Linked DNA regions of Mus musculus: region 2 is linked to region 1. Evidence: chromatin contacts called from public ChIA-PET data. All regions are on one chromosome and are shown on one strand. Each heading gives the region's core, a stretch centred on a gene start, on an enhancer-like site or on the middle of the called end of the contact. The rest is flanking DNA. Distances are from core to core; before and after follow the strand shown. Region 1 has its middle 46 kb from the start of Gm30906. Region 2 has its middle 58 kb from the start of Gm30820.

What was found. ChIA-PET counts read pairs in DNA pulled down with a chosen protein or histone mark.
Region 2: an RNA polymerase II ChIA-PET map of memory CD8 T cells shows a contact between it and region 1, with 21 read pairs. The contact joins two enhancer-like sites. A contact is called at or near these places in 2 of 484 Hi-C or Micro-C datasets (nephron progenitors and uterus), 1 of 115 datasets of contacts at active chromatin or transcription factors (memory CD8 T cells) and 1 of 9 other capture datasets (embryonic stem cells).

The regions. Positions count from the first base shown.
Region 1 is chr10:8,128,759-8,131,511 of GRCm38.p6, reverse strand. No RefSeq gene overlaps it. Among named protein-coding and RNA genes, the nearest start is that of Gm30906, 46 kb to the left of the region's middle. Within about 2 kb of position 1,316, at least 55 of the 459 cell types and tissues checked have an H3K27ac peak or open chromatin away from gene starts, as enhancers often do. A contact at or near this core is called in memory CD8 T cells, where this site is marked.
Region 2 is chr10:8,036,072-8,038,824 of GRCm38.p6, reverse strand. No RefSeq gene overlaps it. Among named protein-coding and RNA genes, the nearest start is that of Gm30820, 58 kb to the right of the region's middle. Within about 2 kb of position 1,329, at least 62 of the 459 cell types and tissues checked have an H3K27ac peak or open chromatin away from gene starts, as enhancers often do. A contact at or near this core is called in memory CD8 T cells, where this site is marked.

The DNA.
Region 1 (2,753 bases), core at 67-2,566:
AGTGGGCAAGGTCAGTGGCTGCTCTTCCGAAGGAACCAGGTTTGAATCCCAGCACCCACATGGTGGCTCACAACCATCTGTAACTCTGGTTCCAAGGGATCCGATGCTCTCTTCTGATCTCCATGGAAACCAGGCATGCATGTGATACACATACATATATGCAGGTAAATGTCCATTCATAGACAAGGAAAGAGAACAGACAGAGATAGAGCCCAGTCTCCCAAGAGCACACACGCCCAGAGGCTGGGGTGTAAGGATACGAAACAGAAGTGAACAACACTCAGGCAGAAAAGGAAGGTCTCTAGGTTTGCATACTTGTGGAAGGACTTTCCCCACTGTCAAACCAAGACATCATTACCTGTCTTAGGAAAGCCCATTTCACTGATTCTGAAAACGCCAAAACCACCATCCTGAGTATAGATTTTGCAAACAAAAGATCCCCTGCCCTCACAGGAACCACCTCTCTTCCAGTGCCTAAGTCAGTAGAGAGCTCGATTTTGTAGCTACATCTTCCAAAGACCTATCTTTGCCTGTTCTGCCGCCTCCACACTGGGGCCTGCTGTCACCACTAGTAACACTTGTCTTCCTCTACCGCCTCTTCTATGAATGTGGCGTGCAATAAGCTTCGAGATAATCTGAAATCAAAGGAGCCTGATGTGCTGCGCAGGGGAAGAATGGAAAGAGAGACTCCTTCGAGTATAGGCGTGGGCTTACTGGTTCCTCCGCTGTACACTGAGCCCTTTTTCTGCCCGAAGTCAGAAGCAGCGTTTGGGTGATAATTCAATTGCTCTCATTCTCCAGTGGCTGTTAAAGGCTCTCTTTTCTTTTGAGCGATGGATCATATTTCTCTCTTATCTTCAGTCATTTCTGGGCTGCGCTTACCAGATAAGGGCCCCACTCCCCCTGCTCCCCACCATCTTAAAAGATTTCCCTGCCGAGTTTTATCAGCGTGAGTGCCGCACAGAGTGCATTCTGACAATGTTCAGGGCCGTTTGTTTCCAAGTCTCACAAGACTTTCTGACTTCCAAAGGAGTAGAGCTGCCAATAAAGTCCCTAGACTTCAGCCTCAGGAACAGGGAAGGGGAACGAACCAACAGAAATACCTGGAATTTATAAGGGAAATGTTTCGTGACCTTTGTTTTTAAAAGCAGGTTTTGGGGGGAGCCAGAAAATTCCCCTAGAGTGGTTTCATAGAGAAAACAGTACACCTCAGGTTTGAAAACAGGAAAAGGTGAGAGAGTGGTCACTGCTCGATCATCGCAAGAGCAGGGGAAATTGGTCTGAGGCAAACAGTTCTCAGAAAAAGCAACAGTTTCTTGACGGTGAGTGTTTAGATGGTTTTGACACCCTCCAAGCGAGGGCCAGACTCAAGTCCACACTCTGGAGGACTCTGAAAGCCAAAGTAGGTCAGGGGACAGTCTTGGAACTTAGAATAAACGTGAAAGCCATCGTGGGGACAATGTCCCTGTGAGAGCTATTGGGATGAAAACTTGAAATAAGATAGAATGAACTGCTGCATCATGACAACACAGAAGGAGACTGGGAGGAGACTGGGAGGAGACTGGGAGTAAGGAAGCTCACAGGACTGGAGTCTTCAAAAGAGATTCGAGTAGACTGAATTTGACCTGCTAATTAAAAAATGTATGTTAAGGTTTCTAGAGGAACACTGAGAAACTAAAACCAGAGCCTCTAAGTGCCAAATTAATGTGAGGACAGCAGTATAGGAAAGAGAATTTAATGTCACTATATTGCTTATATCGATTGTTTTAAATTTTTGAAGTCAGCATCCAGTTTCCTAGGGTAATCTTGAAAAACAACACAACCAACCCAGGGAAAGAAAAAAAAATGAGAATAACAAGAACAGAAAATTTGAAGCTGATTAAAATAAACACTTCAAAGATCTAGATGTGCAAAATTGTATCTTGATATAGATCAATAGAAAGAAAGATGCACTGCAAAAGAGCTTGAGGAAAAGGGACAAAAGACAGAAATAACAAATATTAAGTCTAAAAAAAATCAAATTATATATATAGGACAAGTTCATATATAATAAAAGTGAGCAGATTGAAAACACCATCCTTGAGGTTTTAAATGAAATAGAAGTGTTCCTTAAAAAGTAGAAATAACAAAAGATGCTTTGGGCAATAATAGCAAATATAGATGATTTGTTAACTGTTAATAAATTAAATTGGAATTTTAAAAACCTTCCCACATTAACCTTGAGTGGTCCTAAGGGAACAATGTCCTCTCACTTAGGGACCGATAGTCTCAGTCTTAGCCAACCTCGTCCTCTCTCCAGGAAGCAGGCAAACAGCAAATGGTATCTCAGCTTATTTTACTCCATAATAATTGTTTTTGATTTTAAAATTTTAAATTCATAAAAATAGAAGCAAAACCAAAGTGTTGACAAACAGAATCCTATCTTCCATGACCCTACGTGACACCTTACATCATAATCAAATTAGATTTATGTTAGGATGTAAGAGTATTAGGTAGAAGTCAGAAAATCTATTCATACAACTAACGTGACACATGAAAGGGGAGGGGTTGGTCATCTTAGTAGATTCAGAAAAAGCATCTAGTGAAATTCAACACAGTACACCAATATGACTAAATCTGATAAAAGATATTAATAAAAAAATAGCAATAGGATGGGGAGATGGGTCTGTGTGTGGACCCATTAGCTGTGTAAGTCTGCACACCAGTGTTCATATCCCCAGAACCACATACAGCTGGACATGGTGGCTTGCATC
Region 2 (2,753 bases), core at 80-2,579, 93 kb after region 1:
GTGAACCAAATCCATGTGTTCCTCAGTCCTAATAACAGCTTTTCATTTGAATTATGCATCAGTGTGAACATTTGAATTACAAATGTACGAATTATTCATTATTTTCGATGTGACTAAGTAGTCTGGCCTCACGTTGAAAGCCAGTGCTAAGCTTTCCTGGGTTCTGGATGACAAGGACAGGGCGGGCACCTGGAGACCCTGAAAGGGCTGGTTGCCCTTCAGAGTGCCAGTGTATAGAAAACACAGGGATCAGTGTACTATACAGGGTCCTGGGTTCTGACCTCTTCACACCCAGAGACGTCCCGGTGTCTCCTGGCTCAGCAGCCTGTAACAGCTGCTACCCACTGGCACCACCTACATTTTAAACCAGCTGGAGACAGAGTTCTACGTGATAAGCCTGTTACATTTGCAGAGTAAGCAGGAACATCTAATGGTTGGGCCCCCTAATGACTCAGGGACCAGGCTCTGACCAGCCATAGCAAAGCAGGGGGAAAAATAATTAAAAGGGCCTTTGTCAAACTCCCTCTAAATCAGTTTTTTTTAATGTGCTCAATTTAGGAGTCCCTAAGTGCCCATTCAACTGCAGTGGCCTCTAAGAACCATAGAAACCCCTGGGATAGCCATGGCCAATTAGTGAAACAGAAGTGTGTGTGTGTGTGTGTGTGTGTGTGTGTGTGTGTGTGTGTGTGTGTGTGTTTGCACTGTGTGTACTTTGCATGCATTCATGTGTTTAAAGAACCAGCACAGATGTTATATTATACTGAATGAGCCCCCATGAGAGAAGGACATATTGAACCCCAAATAGAATCATTCTTCTATTGTTTGGGAGACCGACCGTCAGAGTGACGGCAGCAAAGAGCGGCCCTGGTGATAAAAATAGACAAGGCTAGTACATGGGGGCCTTTAACAGATGAAACTTACAGAAATCCATAGGGAAAATCGGCAAGGCAGCTGCCTGAAACCTAAGGGTAGGCATCGTAAGGGACGGGAGGTGAGTAAAGAGACAGATAAAAAAGAGAAAGTGGCAAAGATGCCAAAACCAAAGAGGGAAGAAAAATACACGGTGTCAGAAACCAAATGAAGGAATAAGGGTGAAACTGTCAACTGTGCAAAGTGAAACCCTGCCCTGCCGTGCTTCAGCTAACAAAGAAAATGTGTGCTTTGTGCACATACTAGCAAGTCTTTAAAGACGGTGGTGGTGGTGGTGGTGGTGGTGGTGGTGGTGGTGGTGTGTGTGTGTGTGTGTGTGTGTGTGTGTGTGTGTGTGTGTGCTGGCAACGAGAAGCTTTTCCTACACCAGACCACACCAGATGCCTTTCCCCTGTCACCTCCCTTTGCTGAGTGAGGCAGTCATCCCCCGGAGAGGAGAAGGGTTGTTTAGTACCTGGGGGACTCTGTGAGCCACATCAATGCTGAAGGACTTTGCTCCATGACAGAAACTGAAGCCCCTACAGTGCCTGGCAGGGCATAGAGAGCCTGGCTGTGTGAAGCTCAGTAGGAAAAGCAATTTGGGGGATTTGATGGAAACTATAGATGGGCCTGCAAGGAGGGCCCTTTCCTCCCTCCCCTACTTGGGAAGATTCTGCTCTCAACCCCTGTCAACTCTAATCCCAAATGCCATCCTTATAAGGGACCTGCAATGTCAGATCAGCACCTTATTCATTTTTTAAAGCTATTAGGTTGTTTTATTTACTCTTTTAGTGGTCAAGCTATTGGATCCCAAGCTTTAAATCTCTCCAGTTCTAGTTACAATTGTTTAAAACACTGGCTAGTTGTAATCTATGGAAATACCTCTCCAATAAATGGGTAAAAACTTAGAATAACCAAAGAGGGGAGAAGGAGAGAGAGAGAGAGAGAGAGAGAGAGAGAGAGAGAGAGAGAGAGAGAGAGAGAGAGAGAGAGAGAGAAGAAGAAGAAGAAGAAGAAGAAGAAGAAGAAGAAGAAGAAGAAGGAGGGAGGGAGGGAGGGAGGGAGGGAAAGGGAAGGAAGGAAGGAAGGAAGGAAAGAAGGAAGGAAGGAAGGAAGGAAGGAAGGAAGGAAGGAAGGAAGGAAGGAAGGAAGGAAGGAAGGCAGGCAGGCAGGCAGGCAGGCAGGCTTGGCTCCAAGTTCAGTTGAATGCCCAAAGGTTCAAGTTTGGCTGAATAGACTTTGTGTAATGAAATCCCAGCTTTCCTGTCTGCTCCTCCAGGCTAAACACATCCTGGACGAGACTGATGAAATTAATTAAACAATGCAAGAATCTTATAGTCGGCTGTGTTACTTAGGATTACCTGTTAATAAGAAACAATGGGAACCAGAGAGCTAGCTTGGTCAATAAAGTAGTGCCTTTTGAGCATAAGAACTTGAATTTGAGCCGCAGAACCCATGTAAGAGAGCCAAAGTGAGGCTTATGTGTAATCCCAGTGCTGGGCAGAAGAAGACAAGAGAATCCCTGGGGCTCACTAGCCAGTCTGTCTTGCCTAATTGGTTCCCAGTGAGATATTCTTAAAGGAGTAGATGATAGTCCTGAGGATAACACACATGTACCGGCACACACACACACACCCAAAGCAACAATCCTCCAAAATTCAGTAGCCCTCCAGCTTCACCCTGCATGAAGAGTTGACTTTTCACTGACCTTCCAGTATGCAGCATGGGCTCCATCACTGTGGCTGTTAGGGCTCAGTCACAGAACTGCTATCCCCACTTTACAAGCATTGGCCCATAGAAACTTCTGAGGGCTCAGAAATCTGAGAGCTGTGACTTTTCTGTCC